Linked DNA regions of Mus musculus: regions 1, 3 and 4 are each linked to region 2. The links are chromatin contacts, called in public HiChIP or PLAC-seq, Micro-C and promoter capture Hi-C maps. All regions are on one chromosome and are shown on one strand. Each heading gives the region's core, a stretch centred on a gene start, on an enhancer-like site or on the middle of the called end of the contact. The rest is flanking DNA. Distances are from core to core; before and after follow the strand shown. Region 1 holds the start of Ddx20 (DEAD box helicase 20). Region 2 holds the start of Cttnbp2nl (CTTNBP2 N-terminal like). Region 3 holds the start of Rap1a (RAS-related protein 1a). Region 4 holds the start of Inka2 (inka box actin regulator 2).

Region 1 (4,907 bases), core at 1,953-4,452, 630 kb before region 2:
CTCATCTCTCGGAGGGGCTCACTCTCCCCTCTCCCAGTCGTCCTTTTTCTAGGGATGGTACTTTGTGAGACATCCCCACTTCTGTGTTAGACTTTTGTGTACTGATATTGGCATCGTTCTGGTCTTGTTTATGTAGTCATTTCTAGGGGATACGATTTCACAGTGGTATTCTGGCTTGTATAATCTTTCTGCTGCTTCTGTGATGCTCCCTGAGCCATAAATGCAGGCGCTGTGCTGTAGATGTTTCCACTGGGGCTGGGCTGATCCACTGATCTCTGCTTTGTGCCCAGTGTGGTTTTCCATGATGGACTCTATTTGCTCCTCTTCTTTTGTTTTTTTTTTTTTTTTTTTTTTTTTTTTTTTTTTTTTAGACAGGGTTTCTCTGTGTAGCCATGGCTGTCCTGGAACTTGCTCTGTAGACCAGGCTGACCTTGAACTCAGAGATCTGCCTGCCTCTGTCTCCCGAGGGCTGGAATTAAAGGTGTGCACCACCATCATCCTGCTAAGAGAAGCTTCTTCTAAAAAGCTATACTTGTCTATGAGTGTAAGAATGAGATTTAGAAATGTAGTTAGGAATTATGCTGGTCTAACAAAGGGGTGTTAAGAAGTTCTCTTTTAAGATCTGTGACCTCACCAGCCCCAGGAAGTTGGGCTAGGTTTCTAGTACCAGGTGTGGTTTTGCTCCTATTGAGTGGGCCTTCAGTCCAATCAGAGAGCTGTGAGTTACCACAGTGATGTGAGTGCCACTATCGTGTCGTTATGGATGTCTTGCCATAATCCTGTTGTCACTCATAAGTATGTCAGATGGGTGAGTGCCTTATCTTCTTTAACTGTGAAATGGAGATGATAGTACCCATCTCCTGGAGTTGTGAGCTCCTCGTGGAATGTGAGTTTAATAAATGCTAGCAGTCACCACAGCCATCATCATGTCCATCTCCTTTATCCCCATCAGAATTATCCTCCACCAACATCAACCACACTGTTGTCTCCTTCCTTTCTTACTTTCTCTGTTTCATTTGCGTTGCTTCTCTGTCTGCAGAGCATCCCGCTAGAAGAACTTCATGGCTCACGTTTATAGGAGCCCATTTCTCTGTTTTTCTTTTTGGGTTTATAATTGTGAAGCACGGGGCACAGATTGAATACCTGAAGACACAAGCAATGATCCTTTTAAAGATGTCATCTGTTGCTTACTACCCTACTGTAACTTTATTTATCCTCTCATTACCTTAACAAAAAGTGTGTTTCTAATGATTCTATAAATGTGAGAAAATATCTTGAAAAGAGAAAGGAAACGTAATGGTTAACATTACCTATCCAATTGACAGGATCTAGCATTACCTGGAGATGGGCCCTGGGTGATTATCTCTGCTAGGTTAATTGATATGGGAAGACATCTTAATAATGGCAGGGCCATTCTCTCTTGGGGATCCTGGCATGTATAAAGTGAAGAAAGCTTCACACTTGCAAACATCCACTGTTCTCCGCTTCCTGAAAGTGGATGTAACGTGACCTGCCACTTCAAGTTCCTACTGCCTTCACTTTTCCACCATAATGGACTGTATCTTCAACCATGGTCCAGAAAACCAAAACCAAACCCAAACCCAAACCCAACCCAAACCTTCTCCCTAAAGGTGCTTTTGGCACAGCAACAGAAAAAGAGACTGAGAGAGAGGAAGAAGTGAGGAATGAGTTTCACTCTTTAACTGGGAGTGTGGTTAGACAGTGAAGTGTTTGTGTAGTATGCCAACATCATGGATTCAACTCTTAGGAAAAAGAAAGATAAAGGAAGTAATTTCTGTGCCTCTGAGGTTCATGGTCTGGACAGGGAAGCCCATCTAGAAGGGTTTTGCAACAGTTAGGATGACCAGAAGACCCAGGGTAGATACTATGGAGATGGTAAAGGAGTGGATGAGACATTTGGAGACACAAGTATTTGACAGTAGTTTGATAGAAAGAGGGTGAAGGCAAAGCAAAAAGGAATCCTCAGATTTGTCATCTGTGGATTGGGTGGGTGAAAGATGTGGGCAACTATGAGGAAGCTTGCGATCTTTAGTTCCTCTTCCTTCATTTGGATAGTGGACGTTTGCTTAGTGCTTTGTTAATTTCTAAGCAAACATGTCTTAGTTAGGGTTTCCATTGCTGTAAGGAGACACCATGGCCAAGGACATTTATTGGGGTTCTTTTACAGGTTCTGAGACTCAGTCCATCATCATCAATGAGAAAAGTAATAAAGATATGCTTACATTTGGAAGCATGACTAAAGCTTTGTTCTAAGAGCTCTTTCAAAAAACAGTATTTAGTACGTGCCAGATTATGTTTCTCCTACCAGAGACAGAAGGGAACAAATCAGAATAGCTTTCTGTCCTCATGGAAAGTGTGTGTGGGGGTGGTGGTGGGGGGTGGACAATAAACATTTTAGGTAGTTGTATCATGAAGAACCTGACCAGGTATGGTGGCACACACATGTCATCTCAGTATCTGAAAAGTTGAGCCAGGAGGATTTCCAATTTGAGGCCAGCCTGAGCGGCATAGGGAGACTCTGATTTAGAAAATAAACAGACCAACTAACTAAGCCAATCAAACCAAATAATCAAACTCGGGGATAGTGGTGGGAATAATGGGAAAGGCCAGGAAGCAGTCAGGATGGAAACCACTCAAGATTTCAAGAAAAGCCTCTTTGACAGGGTGACACATGAGTGGGTCTAGAGGAAGGGAAAGTGGTGTGCTAGTTGCCCACCCCATAACGGAGGAAGGGCACACAAAAGATCCGTTGGACCCGAGACGTCTATTAGCCTAGGGTTTCCGAGAGAGCGATCAAGCAGAGCCTAGGAGTTGGCGTGCAGTCCAGGTTTCCACTTAAATATCAGGAGACTTCCGTCACGCGACAGGGTACGGATCGCGAAGACTTCGGCGTGGCTACAGCCGAGCTTGACCCAAGGAGCCGACTCCAAGCCCAGGCGACGGCGACCGATTCGCGAGCTGCGTCACAAAGCGCGTCCTGGGCGCTCGGGTCTGGAGCCCCGCCGCGCGGCCAGGCACTCAGAGCCGCGGGAGGCCGGCAGCGGGCGGCGCCCACCAAGGGCACGCGGCGCCCTCTGCAGGCCGCAGGCGGCAACACACCGGTAGCCTCATCTTCCCTCGCTCTTCCCGCCTCTTTCTCAGGCTACATTTTTTTTTTTTTTCTGCTCCCTCCTAGAGTGACAGCCTCCGACTTCCGTTCTTCCCCTCCGCTTCCAGGCGTGTCCGTGTCTTCTCCGGGAGGCTGCCAATAAAGTTTTTCTCCTTCTCGCTCCCAGGAGCCCCGCCTCAAGTCTAAATATCGCGAGATCTGGAGGCGCGGCTACCATGGCGGCGGCGGCGTTTGAAGTCCCGGCGGCCTTGACAACCTCCGAGTCCACTATGGCTGCGGAGCGTGCGGCCGCGCCGGTGCAGGCTGTGGAGCCGACTCCGGCATCCCCGTGGACCCAGCGGACCGCACACGACATCGGCGGGCCGCGCACACGTACCGGGGACGTGGTGCTGGCGGAGCCCGCGGACTTCGAGTCGCTGCTGCTGTCGCGACCGGTGCTGGAGGGTCTGCGGGCGGCCGGCTTCGAGAGACCCTCTCCGGTGCAGCTCAAGGCCATCCCGTTGGGGCGCTGCGGGCTCGGTGAGGACCGGGGCCGGCCGGCGGTGGGGGGAAGGAGGGGACGGCGTGGCCCCCGGAGAGCTCCGGCTCCGCGCCATCGCGGGGCTAAGCCAGGCTCTAAGGCGCGCAGTTGAATTTGAGGGTAGGACTTTCTTCCAGCATGGAGTCCAAGTTGGAGAAGGTGAGCGGCAGAGATTCGGGGCGCAAAGGGCTGGGGAGGTAGCTCGGTGGTTAAGAGATTGGGGCATCAAGCACACCTCCTGCGCGTTTGAGAGTCAACCAAAAATACAGGTGGCAACTAGGTCCTCATGGCAGAGAACCTCTTCATTCTCCTTTCTCGTATTTGGTATCTGGTGGCATCAGTAAATCTAGGTAATAATATGTAATATATATAATTTTTTTCTTCCTCAGATTTAATTGTCCAAGCTAAGTCGGGCACTGGAAAAACTTGTGTATTCTCCACCATTGCTCTGGACTCTCTGATTCTTGAAAACTATAGTACTCAGGTGAGTCTAACTCAGGATCCGGAAGGGGGTGTGTAGCACGTGACTCTATTGAGAGTCGTGACAAACTAGTAACTCTTCCAGATGGTGAGTTTGAAGAGGCCGGACCAAAGCGTATGCAAGTTAGGGAAGTAAACTAGATGGTCACGTCGGTGAGTTGTGGCCAAGGCTACGTCCAGTATTTTAAAGTTGGAATTTTCTGTTATAAGTACATCTCGACCATTTGTCAGTTGGAATCGTACAATTAAAAATTCATTTACTTTCTGACTAGAGTGGGATTAGACATAGAAGGTAGAAGTTCTGGATTAGTAAGTACTGTGCTATGGCAGAAATTTCAGGTGGTTCTTAAAGCCTTGTGTATGTGTTGTATTGATCTCTCATTTTCTAGGTTGCCTCGGGATATGGTTTTAAGATTGTCCTACTCAGCTTTGGGTTTGGGGGATCATTCTTTAAAAAGCTTTGTTTAGCCATTGTTACATATAAATACTATAGTAGGCACTAGGGATTAAACAGTGAATAAGATGTGATCCTGACACTGTCGTCTGGAGTGTGTAGTGATGGCTGACTTCAAAAGGGGGCTTTTGAGATGGTCGATCTTCAATGTGATTCCTTTAAACCCAGGATTCTTGTATTTGTTGTCTAGAATCTTTGAGTTCTATATCCACGAAACCGTGGGAGATAATGAATATACTTTTTAAAGTACATTGGCTAATTTATTTGAGATTTAGGATGTGTTGAGAGTTTTGGCTTTGTAATACTTGGCAACAGACAAAATC
Region 2 (5,125 bases), core at 1,607-4,106:
AAGCCGCCCACTCGGTGGTGATTTGTTAACAACAGTTTATGACAGGGCAGTGACCAGACCTGGGTTTGTTGTCTTCATTTCCAGTATAACCTCTTTTGCTCTACCATGGCCTTCCAGGCCAGCAACAAACACTTAGGACATCTACGGTGCATTTGCCAATTGAGGAAAAAAGGGGGAAAAAATTGACCCAAATTGCAATCTTTTAGTACTTAAATGACATGAAGTCGTTGCCGGAACACGGGAACCATTTAATAAATATTAATGGACAAGCTGATTACACCAAATACCCCAGAACGCGGTGGACCGTGTTTACCTATTCAAGACATTGTGAGCCTATTTTCTCGCTCTACGTGCCAAGGACCCTAAGCTTATTTACAAGTTTTCCACATTAAGTCATAAGGTTCCAGAACTCACAGACACCGTTGAAGGCTGAAGGTTATCTGAGGCGCAGAGCCCTGCCTGTTCACTACCCCAGGGGTGATAAGTTGAAAGCCATCTAAACATTCTCAGGACTCTGAGTCTTACAAGGCAAGGATGACCTCATCCTGTTGAGCTTTTCTACCCTGGCTCAGGAATGGGCTTAAAGGAACCCGGAGCGTCCGTCCGGAGCTGCTCGGTGCTGTAAAGGATGTGGGTCACATGGTACTGTTTCCATTAGGTCAGCTTTGGAGTAGAATGGGTGGTGGTGGATTAATAGCTACAAAGGGAGGGAGAGGAAGGCTGGGCGAGCTGATTCACTGGAGCAAATCTTGGAGTGAGTCAGAATCCAGCAGAAAAATAGCCTGTTGTCCCACATCTGCCTCATTGTCTGGCAATGAGACACTTCCTCCGTGCATACCCACAGGCAAAGCAAAGGAAGGAGGAGGAAATGGATTCTTTTCAGGCTCCGTGGTACTATTCCTATACCTAATACTGTGACTTTAAATCACTTCGGACATTGTGTCCTATTCTGAGAGGTCTCCTTTGGCCATGGTGGTCTGCAGCACACTGTGTGGCCAAGAAGGATCTCAAATTCCTGCTTCTCCTCTGCCTCCATCTCCCACAGGATGGGATTTACAGGTGTGCACACCCTATCCAACAAGGCTGTCTTTCTGAATACAGAGCATGCTGTCTTTGCGAAACTCTTAGTGCTCTAGGTCATTGTTCCACAAGCACGGGGGCTGTACTGTAGCATCTCTGCATGCTGTCTCCAAGCCTGCAATGGAGTTGCTGGCTTTACTCTGCTGCTATGCTAATCACCACCCTTCCCTCTCAACAGGCCCCCCCACCACCCCCACCCCCACCCCCCACCCCCCCCCACCCCCGGTGGAAACTGGTGGCTGGTTAGCAGACTGTGGCACAGATTTGGTGTTATTCTTGTCATTTTTCTTTTCCAGTTCTTAACTCTATAGCCTTCCTCCGGTTCTCTTGGTTTCTTTGACTTCGTCTTCTCATCTTAATTTCTTACAGTGCTATCCACATTGCAGGGTAAGACAGTCTTCCCACACAGCACTGACACAGATAGTATATGGATGAACGAAGCGCTGTGTGGACAAGAAATACTGTTTGACTTCCTCTAAACCGTGATTACTTGGGCTGGGTATCTCTTTACCCAGACTGTAAACTGTACCTGTCTCGAGGGCTGTTTGCCTAGGGCAGTGGTTCTCAACCTTCCTAGTGCTACTGTCCTTTAATACAGTTCCTCATGTTATAGTGACTCCCTCAAACATAATTACGCTGCTACTTCATAACTGTAATTTTGCTGTTCTAGATTGTAATGTAGATATTTTTATAATGGTTGTCTAGGGGGTCGTGACCCACAGGTTGAGAACCATGAGCAGAGGGCTTTTTGTGTGTGTGTGTGTGTGTGTGTGTGTGTCCCTAATAGTCTCTTGCTGAATATTGTGAAAATTAGGAATAATGTATTCCGCGTAATATGTTACTTGTGCACTCAAATACTTGAGTTCTTATATGTACGTGTTACAAGTTCTTTAAAGCAATGCGGCTATTTAAACAGTTCAGTCACTTGTGGTGCTGAAGTGCAGGCTATGTATGGTAGAGTGCAATCTCTTCCCTCCAGGTCTTGTTTCTATCACTAAGATCTGCATTCCTGTGCTCAAGAGGCCAGCCATTTCCCCTCATCCTACTGTTCCGTTTCGGCTTCGTTACAAATGCATGGTCCACGGTATGACGGGGCCCAAACATATAAAATAGCCCCCCACATACATGAATGGCAAGCACAGTGTGGGGAAACACCAGGTAAGTTTGCAGCTATTTGGCTTTGCCCTGAAAGGCAAGTCGGTAGGGGTTATGCTCTCTACCAGGTGCTTCCACCCCAGCGTCTCCCTTTGTGTACATAGTGTGATGTGGTAAAGAAGATGGTCTTGCGCCCTTGCTTTCCAGCACCACACCCAAGGGGGAGAGAGAGAGAGAGAGAGGGAGAGAGAGAGAGAGAGAGAGGGGGGGGGGGCAAAGAAGACACGTTACTAGGTTTTCAATACTAATTCGAAAACAAACGCTAAAACTCACTTCTTTTATTCACATTTTAGATAAACCCTCAATTAAGCCACCACAAGGTGTTCCCAGGGTCCTGAAAAGTTGCAGAACCCGGGCGGAGACCAGAGCGAGCACAGACTCCAGCGGACCAGAGGAGGGTACTTCCTCCCGGAAGTGACGCCAGCTCAATCCCAGCCTGGCTCTCCCAAACAAAAGGGATCTTGCGGCCCCAGGAGGAGCCGGGATGACTTTGGAGAAGCCCCGCCTTCAGGCGGCGAGGATTGGTTTCAGAGCCGCAAGGGTAAAGCTATGATTGGCGAGGGTATCTGCCTGTCACTGCCGCCGGCGGGTAAGGGGCGGGTCCTGGGAGGCTGGGGATGGGGAGCGGGCGGCGGAGGCGGCGGCGGGGAAGGATCCCGGAGCGCCGAGGCCAGGTACGGAGCGTGGGCTCGGGGCTCTGCGGTGCCGGGGGAGCCGGGTCTCCGAGAGAGCCTCCTGGCCCGGAGCGTGAGTGGCTTTCAGCAGAAGTCCCTGTCGGGGTAGGGATGGTCCCCCTAGGGGGCGGGGCCGCCGCCTCCAGATCCCGGGATTCCCCAAGGAGGCGTCGCGGCATCCTCCGGGGTCTTTACGATTGTTCATTGTCTCTCGCTAGCCTCCGCCCCTCAGCAGGGGTCTCCTCCTGACCTGTCTCACTCTAGGTCGCCTTTTGCCCAGCCCTAGCCTCAGAGTGGTACTGGTGGGTACCGTTTTCTAGGCTGCAGCCCCCACCCCTATATTGGATCCCTGCGAATTCAGACATCCTTTCCCACATCTGTCCCTGCTGGCAAGCGTGGGTCCAGAACTAGGGTTCTGTATAAGATTTAAACACACACACACAAACCAGCGTTTTCCTTATGAGGGATGGGCGAGGGGGAGAAAAAAAGACGAAACCCAGACAGACACCTCCAACAGCCAAAGCGGCCTTTCCCCCTCTTTTAGCTCTTCCCATCCCCCAGCCTGTGATTGCTCCTACAGCCTCCCCAGATCCTGTATTCTCTTTCTGAGTGTTGAAAGCTCCCCGGCTTAAATTATACATTATCTTCTTCCCATCGCCCTTTGTACCTTTCTTGCCCTTTCTGTTTCTTTTGGGAGAAACCAGCTTTTAGGGGCTTTTTAGGTTTGAGTTGCCTTTCGATTTTGCTTTCTACCCGGTTTCTTCTCTTGAGAACTTAGTAGGGAAGCATCCGCATATTTCATAGCAAGGTGGGTGTGTTAGCTTTCAGCAGAGCTGGCCTTGTGTGGGTAGGAATGCAGTGTGTATTGTTTGACAGTCACTGAATAATACCATATTTTCAAATGAAATGGTGCCGAGGAGTCAGTAAATGCCTTTGCAGAAGGAGTCCCCATCTCCCAATTTGGAGTGGGCTGGTCCGTTGCTCAGGGAAACTGCAGTTAACCTTGAAGGTGTATGGCAGGTTGAAACAAAAGACAGGAAGTATTTGAACAAAATTCAGGTTCAGTTGGCTAGGTTTATAATTAATCTGGTCCTGTGGCCTCTGAGTACTGTCTCACCCCTCTTTTATAGTGGGATTTTACCCTCAAAGGAAACGAATATACATGTAATGTGGTGGTGTCTAGCACACCATCATCATCAACCAAAATTTAAAGCATTAAAATAAAAGGTACTTTTCAGTTTCAGAGAGAAGGGCAGATAAAAGCCTTGGGAATTCAATTTTCACGTCTCTGTAGAGTCCCTGTAAAGATCTACTAAAGTCTTTGGCATTTTAGCAGTTGCAAAGTACAAATGATTTTGTCCTGACATTAATGTCATTGAATCTCCAGTCATCATCTGTGGCCAGCAGTACCACCTATTAATTTTTCCATATTTTTAGCATTTTAAGTTTTTATCTCAAGTTCATTTTCCTGTTGGTTATTTATAGCTGATAGAGGCGAGGTGCGGAGTTGCAATCAGAGAGGGTGATTGTAGTGGCTGTTGTCTGCAGCCTTCCTGAGTAGACTTCCTGAAGGTAATTAGTTTTGAGTAGTCAGGTTCCTAGGTTTCAGAGCCACTCTAGGGGGCTGCAGATCTGTTCCATGATTGTTTCCAGATATGTAGTGAGAGGAAGCACAAAGAAGAAACTGTATGCAGGGTCTCTCCCACAAACACAAAGTTTATTGCCATAGGAGGGAGAGATACATTATCCCAGAAATAGCAGCAGGGGTTTAAAAAAAAAAAAACCCTAGAAGTAAAACAGGAAAGCCCTAAAAGATGTGTCTCATTACCTGAGTAGAGAAGGGAAATAAACTAAGGTAGGAGACGTCAGGAGACCCAGGGAGCAGTGATTTCCAGGGCCTGGACAAACAGGAGAAGCAGAGTAATCTCATTGATGTTTTGGCACAATAAACAAGACCTGTTTGATATACCTTTGGATCTGGAGGGTTTGTTTTATTTAATCAAGAGTGGAGCACTGTGTCTCGCTATGTTTCTGAAGATTATGTAGCCCAGGGTGGCTTTCCCGTTCCTGTTGGGATTACAGCGTGTACTCCGATGTTCAACTCTGGGAGAATTCGTTCCTCTAACCATTTCAGTGTCATTTTTGGTCATGTTAGATGAAGAAAAGCATTGTGTGCAGACAGTGTGTGTGTGTGTGCGCGTGTGCGTGTGCGTGTG
Region 3 (5,542 bases), core at 455-2,954, 750 kb before region 2:
AACACCACAAGGAAGTAACTCAGCTTTAAAATCCTGTCCCTGGATCCCCACACCATTCCCACTACTGACTGTTGCTAGGCTCAGCCAGCTCCTGGCTGTCTTCCTCGCCTCTCTTTCATTCTCTCAACACACCCCAATCAGACATTTCTCCATGTGATAACACTGGAAGGGTTTTCATTAAGCTTCTCAACAAACTTCAGGCCAAACTTGGTCAGTGGTTAAATTCCCAACTCTTGACTGAGGATGAGGCTCAGTGGCAGTTTGTCTAGCATGAACCAATCAGGGTGGCGGGGATGGGGACTGTGGGGTGGGGGTGAGGCAGAGATTGAGATTCAATTGTCTTCTTAGCTATTTCAGCAGTAGGCAAGGGAACTGACTGATCACTCCCTCTTTTCTAAAACAACTCCCTAACAACTTCCTTCCTTCCAAGGGGTTCCTCTAACCTGACTGTCAACTCTGCTTATCTTTAACCTCTAAGTTTCTCTTGGTCCTCTCTTCCAGTTACTCCCCATCCCTAAGAGAGTTTATGTAGACCGGAGGGTCAAATCATCTACATCCTGATGGATCTCAAATTTATATCTCAGACTCATCACCACTGAACTTTCTCCATCCCCCATAAAACTGAACTCTCAATTTCTTTGGTCCCAGCTTTGTTCTTACCCTATCTTCTCTCTTATTAAATGATATCAGTCAGCAGGCCCCCAACCTAAGATTCATTCCTAATTGTTTCGTTCGACCCTCTGCTTTCTCAAGTCTAAATCTATTAAAATAGGTTTAATAAAGCTAAAATAAACAAAATCTAAAATAAAATAACCACTCTTGGCCAATTGGACGAGAATAGCCACCTTAGACTTCCCCTGTGAACATTCGTGCTTCAGTTGGATATTTTACATACACAGTGAGACTCACTCCAGTTCCCGATGGGCCTGAAACTCATTGTGTAGTCCAGGCTAACCTCAAACTCGTGGCAATTCTGTTCCTGTTTTCAAAATGCTGGGATTCCAGGAGTAAACCACCACGCCCTGCATAAAGTTAACCTTTAAAAACATGAACTAGATATAGTTGTTTCTGGGCCCACCCTCTCCTCGGGGCTTCCTGTTGTCATTACAATGGCCCAAAGGCTCCACCGGGTCTGGTCGTTTGTCCAGATCTTGGCGCCTCAGTACTCTTTGGCCATAGACTCTACTTATCTATCCATCCTTTCGCTTGCATTTTGCTAGTTGTGAAATATGGAAGACACACCCCACCTCGGGGTTTGTGGCTGATTTCCTCTCAACCCAGGAAGGTATTCTTCTCATCCAGCCTCTTTTGGATAGGCTCGTTTCTTCATAGCACGAACAAAAGCATGCAAAGCCCTCCCTGGTGACCTGTGAATTTTGCTACTCTTTTTGTTGTTCGTGTTCCCTCTCCTGGGTCACGAGGATGAGAGCTCTATAAGTGACTTTCCCTATGTATGCCTAGGCATTGGGGACCTACTAGGCACTCAACTAACAGCTGTCCCATGGTTGCATCCCTTCAAAATTCTCTTTCTGATTTTTTTTTCCCTTCCTCATTTCAATGTTGGCCTTAACCACCTTCTCAAAGGCAAGGCCCCAGTTCCTGTTGGCACACTATGCCCCCCACCCTTTGAAGAACGGCTCCCTTAAATAGATTCCGGACACAGCGGGGAAGGCGGAGACCAGGGCGGGGGGGGCGGGGCCTGCGTGCTGCGTGCGTGCGCGTTCCGGAGGCGCCGCCGCCGCCGCTCCCGAGGCCGCTGCTCCTGCCGCCGCCGTGCAGAGCCCGAGCCCGAGCCGCGGCCGAGAGGAGGGAGGAGGAGGAGGTGGAGGAGGCGCCGGGCCGCGGGGTGAGTACGGGGTGCGAGTGAGGGGCGCGGACTGGCCGCACCTCGGTGGCCTATTCTTAACCGTCCGCGAGTCCGGGGCGGCGGCCGGGGGCCCGGCGGGCGGGAGGGGCCGCGGCTGAAGGCCGGAGCCAGCCACGCCCGCGGACCGAGGCGGCCCGGCGGGGCCTGCGGGACCGGCCGCGAGGGGCGGGCCGCGAGATGGGACGCGTGTCCGCGCCCGCTCGGCTGTCGTCCCCGCGGACGGAGAGGTGCGGTGCCCTCCGCGCGGCCTTTGCCCCGGCCGCCGAGCGCTGACACCTCTGTGTCCCACTCCGCCGCCAGCCCGGGTTCCCGCCCTCCCTGCCCTCTGTATTCTGCCGCTTGCCATGTGTTCGCCTTTGCAGCGTCGCTCTCGACTCTCTGATATCTGCTGCTACCCCTGAATTTTGTCAGGAAAGAGGCCACGGTGTGATTCCGGTCTTCCGCCCACCGAGGGCGTGTGAGGAGTGTGGGGTGGTGGGATTGTAGCTTGTCTCCTTACTCAGAAAGTTAAGGGCAGTGTCTTCTGCTGAGTTGTGTAATTGGCTGTTGTAAGGAGAAGAGCAAGGAAGGACAGTTGTGTCCCCCGCGTCCGCCCCCCCTCCTATCTGAGATTTCCTCACAGGATAGAAAACTAGAGTTGAGGGGACCTTTCATGCCTTGGAAAAAGAGCTACCGCTCAGAAACTGTGAGTGTATTGCCGTTGGGAAAGGAAAATCGTTTTGTCGCTGCTTTGAAGGAAGTACTGTGTAAGAAATGGAATAAAAGGGCAGGAGGTTAATGGGCCAAGCGGGACAGGTACCAACCGCTGTTGTCTGCTTCTTGGGTGGCTGAAGATACTGTTTTTATTAGAGTCAAAGTGTCGACTCTCAGAATTAACCAGGGGAGTTAGCCTTCAGAAGCGGGCGGTTAGAAGAGATGATGCTGGAAACAGGATTTGGAAACTTTCTTTGAGTTTCCTGTCAGAGTGTGTGGGGGTAGATATGCCTGTGAGTACTTTTTTCTTTTGATGTAATTGATTTCTGTAACACTTTGGTAGAGTAAGTACTAGATTAGGTCCCAGACTCTTTCCTGTCTTTATGCTCTTCTGTAACACTTTGTTTCAAAATTAAATTTACATTTTCGGATATTCTTTCTTAGTGTGACTCTTGTTTAGTTTAGTTCCTTGCTACTTCAGGTTCTGTTATGATTGTGTTCGTTAGCAAGGATTATACCTGTCCCAGCATTTGTCGAATGAGTTGAGTGGTCTGTTTACACATCTCTTATCTTTTTGAGAGAAATCTTTATGTTAAATGTTGCATTCCGCTTCCATTATAAAAAATGTCATTCTTAACCATTTCTAGAACATGGTGATGCATATGAACTCTTCCTTTGCCCAGGAAAAACAAAACAGACATTTATCCCCAGAATGTTGTATTCAGCTTCTGGTCTCCTCTAAAGCCACCCATAGACACCGATCTTAAAAGTGAACAGAGATCTCGATGTTATTCAGTTTCATATTAAAACTTTGCAAAAGTGCACACTTTTTGTGGCCTCAGGTGTGATCGTGCTTTCACCCTAAATTCTGAGGATTTTGGAACAAGGTTTAAAATTGATTTCAGTTTTATGAGGAAAAGTTCTCAGGAACCTCTCTCCCCTCCCCCCAATCTCCTGTGGCTCAGTGGTGTCACTGAGGAAGACCTTGAACCACCAACTCTCTTGCCTCGACCTCCAGAGTGCTTGGATCAGTATAGACTTCCCTGGTTTATGTGGTGTTGGGATGAAACCCAGCTTCATGCAGGGAACTTTTAGCAGTCATTTTGTTTGTAGTGTTGAGGAGCTAATCCAGAGCCTCAAGCAGGGTTGGCAAGCACTTTGCCCCTGAGCTATATCCCCGGCTCTAACCAGTAGCCATTTTTAACCAATACTCCCTAGTATATTTTGACCCCTCTAAACTCATAATCATGACTAATCAGACTTTTGTATAATCTATGTTTTAGTAATATGAGCATTTGAAAATCAAATAATTTCTTTTTTTTCCTCTTCCAAGCTTGTTCATATGTGTGGTCTTCATGTAGTCAGTTGTGAAAATATGCAACATTCAGGAAGTACTTAATTGAATGTCTGCTGTGTGGATAAGGAGTTCTTGCTGTCATCCCTTCAGCAGGAGGGACAAGACCCTAGCCAAGTAAATGTAGTGTCAGGTGTTAGAGCTGTGTGGAAGGGTGAGGACTGGTGAGGGGCTAGAGAATACTGTCAGGGAAGACCTGAAGGAAGTGAGGAGGGCTGTGTGCTTCCTCAGATGCAAAAAGATGACAGGAAGAGCGAGCGGCCTGCTAGGGCAAAGACCCTCCAGTATATGTGACCCTTTGAGAACAGCTAGGAGGGCAGTGTGGTGTAAGAACAGTAAGCAGGGAGAGAAGAGGGCTTGAGATTAGAGAAGTAAGGGGGGCTCTTACACTCAGTACTGGGACGTTTGCATTTTACACTGACTGACATGGGGGAGCCCTTAGAGTAGAAGAGAGACCTTATCTGACCTAAGTTTATGAACATCCTTCTGACTATTGTGTGGAAGTCAACTCAGGTTGGGGAAGGAAGGAAAGAGTAGGATCTAGGATTTTTTTTTTTCCTTTCCTTTTTTAATGTTCTGGGGATTGAACCCAAGTCCTTGAACTTGCTAGGCAAATGCCTAGTAACCAAGTTACATCCTGCCCTATGTCTTCCTTTTTAACCTTTCAACCATGCTAAGATTGTCCATCTTCTTTCTGTCGGGCATGTAGGTATCCTCTCCTCCCCATAGAATAACAATGATGGTTCACAGTAGTCTAGGCAACATTTTTTTTTTCCTTTTGGAATATTTCTTTGTGATTTATTTCTAAAAGGATCAGTATGTGAATAGACATATAGTTAGTTGGCCATCTAGTTTTAACAGCCGTGTTTTCTGAGCACAAGTTTCATGGCAATTTAGTTTTCATTGGGTGTTATCACCACAGACGATTGTTTTTAGACAGGTTGAATTTAGCTCATTTTTGCTTTTCACAGAGTGCTAATTAGTGGGAATATAGGGGTGAATTAGAGGGCCTTTGCTCTCAGGGAACTTTTACATTCTTCTGTGCTTTATAATCTAATAGTGAAGTAGCTGAGTCTTGACAGTGTTTTCTGTTACTGTGAACTTTGTGGGTACTCGATGGTCTTATTTAAAATACACTTCTAGTTGTTCATTCTGGCAGTTACTTCTTCTATAAGGAGTTTTTATTGTCCTCTGTAATTTGCTTAGGTTTTTATGATGTTTTTAGAATCTTATATGTTTGACAATAAATTTCATCAAATAGTCCTTAGTTAAGAGCAGTTGAATTTTAAAGTGTTGTAGTGCCCGTTATTTTGAAAATAGACTCCTGTTGTGTTATGTAAGGTCAGCTTCGAATCTTTGACATTTTGTTTAGTTTTAAGAGGAGAATGATACCAGTTTATTTTTATAGAAAATTACACCACCAAGGCTTTGTTTCAGCATTTCTGGTTCTGGAATCTAGATGGCTTGATTTGATCTGAGCCAGCCAAAACTGTGCCATCTGTAAAGGGAGGGAGAACAGCTGAGTTCCCAGAAAGCACCTAGCACTGTGTAGCATGTACCAGAGGTTCCAGGGAGTGGCCGCAGAGCTCAGTGTACAAGGGTCTTGGCACCAGACAGCTCTCATTTCA
Region 4 (4,951 bases), core at 126-2,625, 650 kb before region 2:
AAGAAGCCTGAGCTGGGCACTCTCTGAATCCAGATCTGCCTGGGTGACCTGACTGAATAGAAGAAAGAAGGAGCTAAGTGAGCCAGGAGGGCCTACTGCCATGGGAGATAAAAATGAAGGAGACATTGAGAGGTGGAGTGGGAGGTAGAAGCTAAGGCAGTCTAGATGGAGAAGGGACGGGCGGAGCTGAGAAAAGACGCACATTACCTACCTATCTGTCTGAATCCTGGTGGTAAAGGAAAACCAGAAGGGAGGGAGAAAGGGAGGGAAGGAGGGGAAGGAGGAGGGAGAGGGGAAAGAGGAGAGAGAAGAGAGACAAGAGGAGAGAGAGGCAAGAGAAAGAAATCAGAATTCACCTGGCTTCCCTAACACAGCCTTAACAGTCACTTATCCCTCTTCAGTGATTCATCCCCCCACTCCAGGGTAGCATACTCACCCTCAGCACCCCGAGGCCCCGCACACTCCCAGCGCACTCCCCAAGCCCAGACCTGACATCTGGCCGAGCCTCCACAACTCCCGCTCCGCGATCTGCCAGGCGGCACCCCTCCTCCCCCGTCATTACAGCTGCCACCCCCCTCCCTGCTGGCAGACAAGCCCGGGCAGACAGCCGGCCAAGCCTGCCCCCGCAGCCGCGCCAGCTCTGCCAAGCCCAGCAGAGCTGGGGGCCCCGGGCGGTGCCAGCTCCCCACGAGCGAGCGAGCAGTCCAGCCTGACCTCCTGCACAGGGCAGGGACCTGTCTGCGCGCTTCAGGAGCCCGGCACCCGACCACTGGCGCCCGATGCCTGTGCCTGTCATTCCTGCGACTCTGGACACTTGAGCCTTACTCCGTCCGTGTGCCTGTCCCCTCTGGGTGTGTCCTCCTTTCTCTTCAGTTGTTCTGTCACATTCAACTTATCTGGGTGCTCTGACTCCCTGTTACTTGTCCATATCTCATCAGAAATCTTTGCCAAAGTTTGTTACCTCTGAGCAACGTCCCTAGCCTCTACCTACCAGTTGGCATCCTCTCTCCTCTCCTCTCCTCTCCTCCCCTCTCCTCTCCGCTTCCGCCCGGTGCACGGAGCGCGGGGGGGGGGGGGGGGGGCAAGTCAGGTACCTAGGTCTGGGTGGAGCAGTCCTCCCTGTCCCCAGGCTCCTGCTCCGATCTTACCAGCTCCTGTTTGAGGCGACGCAGATAGCAGTCCATGTCCTTGCTCTCCTTTGTCATTCGCCCATTTGCTGGGCTCGGGCTCACGAGAAAGTAGGGTTCTCAGTGCGCTCCGCGCCCTTATCCGCGCTGAGCCGAGCCTCAGCTCCAGCGTGGGGACTTAGAGCGGCGTTCCCCGCTGCTGCCGCTCAATGCCCGGGATAGGGGCGGAGGAAAAGTGCAGCAGCCAATGAGAACTCAGAAGGGGTATCTTCGGCCAATGGGAAGAGCGGTCGGGGAGGGGGGGTGCTCGGGCCTGGCGACCCGAGAAAGTCTGTCACCGGCCTTGCAGACAGCAGCAACTACTGGGAGACTCGCAGAGGTCTTGATTAGGTTCTGGGTTCTGTGGGGCATGGAACTGGCAAAGCCCCCAGTCAAGTGCATTCATTGTCTATTATAAAGGAAGAACGCAGTTTTAGGATTGAGGACTAGGACTAGGCAGGAGGGTCACAGTGTTGAATCTTAACTCCTTTCAGAGAAGAAAACGCTCTCCTTTGCCTTCCCCTTAAATCCCTCAGAAGCCTTTTCTTTCTAAAGAGGGTCCTGGAAGTTCACGGCTCCATTTCATCTCCTCCGGGCCCACTCCTCTCTAGCGCTAGCGGAAGGAAGCGGCTTCCGCTAGGTCTCAGCTGGTGTGGCAGTCTATTGTGTTCAAGGTAGACCTGGTGATACTGAGTAAGAGAGACAAGGTCTCAGCCTTGCATAACTTTTATCGTGGAGGAGAAGGAACTATGAGACAAACAAGTAAATATGAGGATAGTCACTTCAGAGAGCGAATTTTAATGGAAGATTTAAAGATGGGGTGTTGGGAGCTGTTTCAATAGAGTTGGCAGGGAGTGGAGAAACAGGCCTTTCCCTTCCTAGAACTCCCTAATGCTGGCCTTCTTGAATAGGGGAGAAGAGGACTTGAGGACGCTCTGAGGATAGTTGACAGGCATTTCCCTGGTACCCATGCAGTAACTCCTAGGGGTGTAAGGGGTGGAGTTGGGGCACAGCGAAAGGGGTGCTTCTGCAGGCCAGTCCAACTCGATACTTCTAAAGCCGGCCTCCTGGCCACTTGCCTGACTTAAGTTACCCTCGGTGAGCAAACACCTCACCATTCGGCCTGCCAGAGTAATTAGTAACAATTTGCTTTGCTTTGTTTCAAGAAAATTAATAGGGGAAAGTTTGCCCCTGGCAAGATTTTGGTGGTCTGTGTGAGACAGAACCAAAAGGATGCAAGAGAAGCCGCGAAGGGAGAAAGCAGACACTGTGGACATTCATTTGATGCCAGCCAAGATCACTTCTTCAAAAACATTTAGGGGGTAGGTGAAGAACTTGGTGACTGTGACTATGCTCCTGGCCTATCTTCTCACTCCTCTTCAGAGTGATGTGCCAGTCAGAAAGTTAGGCTGGACGGTGTTGGTGCTGTTGAATCAGTTCAAGAAAGTAGTGGGTCAGAGCAGCATCCTCCACCATGACCCTCCTAGGAAACAGAGGTGGGTTCCCCACCCTGAAGCCCCACCCCTTTTACACAGTTATATCTTCACCCTGCAGAACAGCAGCCGGTTGTAAGGAGCTCTCGGTAAACATTTGCAGATCTGTGGTTTTCTCCATCCCTGAAACCTGGGCATGAACATCTTTGGAATTTAGGGTACTGGCTGTGGTTGAACTGCCAGGAGAGGCAAGCAGTCTGAGCTCTTGACAAAAATGTAGCACTGTGGTTGGGGCAACAACTCAAATGCTTTCCTGGGCCTCAGTTTCCCCTGCATATCATTTAAACCCTTGTGAGTCTAACATATCATACTCCTTACAAACCTCTCTGCCTTTTTAAAGATTTATTTTTATGTATGTGTGTGCCACATGTGTGCAGGTACCCTGGGAGGCCAAATGAAGGTACAAATCCCACACCCTCCCCCTGGAGCAGCTGTTTACAAGCAATTTTGACTCTCCTTCCTTCCTTGTGAGTGCTAGAAATGGAACTTTGGTTTTCTGGAAGAACAGCAAATGCTCTTAAGCACTGAGCCATCTCTCCAGCCCTACAAAACTGCCTTTTGACGACCACCTGCAAAATAGTCAAGACGTAAGAATACATGTCCCATTGTGCAGGTGAAGAAAACAGCATTAGCAAGGACTGCACACATTTCATCCGCTCTGAAGATGGAGACTGAAAGACATAACTGATAACCACAATCTCTGTACAGAGATCACAAGAGATTTCCAGATAAATTAGGGGTACACATATTGTTGTATGGCTCCCCAGGATGTTGGAACACAAGTACCAGCAAGTATCTGAAGTCCTTCTATAATGCTGGGCCATTGCAAGTCTGAGGTTAGTGTGAGTAAAGAGAGAATAGGTCCCCATCTCTCCTACCTCTATCTCTCCTTCTCTCTCTATCTCTACTTCTTCCAGAAAGCAACAGCAGGGAGATGAACTGCCTTTCTGTTTCTTCCCTTTTTAAGGGCCTAAGTGATAGAGAATAAAGCCTGTTGCCATGGTTAAATAAACATGGGTAAATATTCCTGGCCTGAGGACGGGGGCTGGAGGGACATGGTTCAGTTTTGCTGAAGAGGAATCAGATGGTTCAGCCGCCATCCTCCCACCTTCTGAAACTCAGCCTAGAGAGAGACTGTGACCATCTCAATTGACAGTAAATCCTAAAGGGGTCAGAGGTCTTGAAACTGGCCACAGGCATCATTCTCAAAGGCATGTACAGTTGAAATGGACCCTGCAAAAGGCACGTGGGCATCTGCTCCAGGCAAGAGGGGATAAGTGGTCTGTAGTCTTCCTGAGGGTGGGTCCAAAGGTGTCAATCACTCAGCATTTTCACCCAGCTTGGTGAGGGAGGGTGGCCCCCTTTGTCCTGCTGCCAGAGCCTGAAGGTCCTGGCACCTATAGATGAGCTTAAAGGGAGAGGCAGAGCTAGCTGTGTCCCAACAGAGTGCATCCTGAGCTAAACAATGGAAATGCTACCCTTCTTCTGGCTTCAGATCCTGTGGCCCCACCTGAAAGGTCCCCACCCACCAGGTCCTGGCTCAGTTATGGAAGAGGAGGTGCCCAACTTCTCATCTCCGCTGGCGACAATAGTGCTGGGAGATACATGGTCACACATGTTCTAGAAACTTCAACATAATAGCACCCTCCCACAGGGTGGAGCCATGTCCCTGTTGCCCTCATTCCTCACCTCCTGTGGCTGCAGAGACCATTAGCCCCCTCCCCCCTACCTACTCCCAGAGCATCAACAGGAAAGGCTGACCTTAGAGATAAACATGTGTTGTTGGAATGTGTTCAGATACCACTCCAGAACAGCAACTCTCCAGGGAAAGGACGTGCTGCACAGGCTTCCCAGAGGTGTCTGTGTTAAACACGCTGGGTACGTAGGGGAGGAAGCTAGACAGAGACTTGACTCCTCTTAGAAGAGGATAACTCCTGTTAACATGACATCTGTTCACTCTACATGAAGGACTGGCTTCCTGTTGCCAGGAAGGGCAGAGAGGGTGAGAGAGAGAGAGAGAAAGAGAGAGAGAGAGAGAAGCTTCTACAGTGGGAGAGCCTCTTGGATCTAGATGTAAGTTTCACTTTGAGTTTGACAAAGGGTGTGTGTGGGGTGCTTTATGACTTGGTAGATGACCCAAAGGGACTGGACATAAAAGCTCCACAAGGAAACTTTAAAGATTTGGTCTATTATTTTTATTCTCTCTCTCTCTCTCTCTCTCTCTCTCTCTCTCTCTGTGTGTGTGTGTGTGTGTGTGTGTGTGTGCATGCATGTGCTTGCCTGCCTGCCTGT

The links. Promoter capture Hi-C pulls out the DNA fragments that hold promoters and counts their contacts. Hi-C and Micro-C count contacts between places; a contact is called where the count stands out from the background. HiChIP or PLAC-seq counts read pairs in DNA pulled down with a chosen protein or histone mark.
Region 1: a promoter capture Hi-C map of stem cell-derived epiblast-like cells shows a contact between it and region 2, with 4 times the contacts expected there. The contact joins the promoter of Ddx20 here to the promoter of Cttnbp2nl in region 2. A contact is called at or near these places in 11 of 39 promoter capture datasets (the 3T3-L1 cell line, 3T3-L1-derived adipocytes, cranial neural crest and 7 more) and 8 of 115 datasets of contacts at active chromatin or transcription factors (astrocytes, craniofacial prominence, embryonic basal ganglia and 5 more).
Region 3: a contact with region 2 is called in a Micro-C map of embryonic stem cells, with 2.5 times the contacts expected there. The contact joins the promoter of Rap1a here to the promoter of Cttnbp2nl in region 2. A contact is called at or near these places in 4 of 39 promoter capture datasets (the 3T3-L1 cell line, hippocampal neurons, liver and 1 more) and 1 of 484 Hi-C or Micro-C datasets (embryonic stem cells).
Region 4: an HNF4G HiChIP or PLAC-seq map of pancreatic cancer cells shows a contact between it and region 2. The contact joins the promoter of Inka2 here to the promoter of Cttnbp2nl in region 2. A contact is called at or near these places in 7 of 39 promoter capture datasets (the 3T3-L1 cell line, cranial neural crest, embryonic stem cells and 4 more) and 5 of 115 datasets of contacts at active chromatin or transcription factors (craniofacial prominence, embryonic midbrain, embryonic stem cells and 2 more).

Annotation. Positions count from the first base shown.
Region 1 is chr3:105,685,866-105,690,772 of GRCm38.p6, reverse strand. Ddx20 (DEAD box helicase 20) reads left to right here and starts at 3,202. Exons shown (of 11, transcript NM_017397.3): 1 at 3,202-3,649; 2 at 4,040-4,134. The coding sequence starts at 3,346.
Region 2 is chr3:105,050,684-105,055,808 of GRCm38.p6, reverse strand. It overlaps Cttnbp2nl (CTTNBP2 N-terminal like), which reads left to right and starts at 2,856. Exons shown (of 6, transcript NM_001163332.1): 1 at 2,856-2,909.
Region 3 is chr3:105,797,543-105,803,084 of GRCm38.p6, reverse strand. It overlaps Rap1a (RAS-related protein 1a), which reads left to right and starts at 1,704. Exons shown (of 8, transcript NM_145541.5): 1 at 1,704-1,846.
Region 4 is chr3:105,701,023-105,705,973 of GRCm38.p6, reverse strand. Inka2 (inka box actin regulator 2) reads right to left here and starts at 1,375. Exons shown (of 2, transcript NM_175398.4): 1 at 1,149-1,375. The coding sequence starts at 1,205.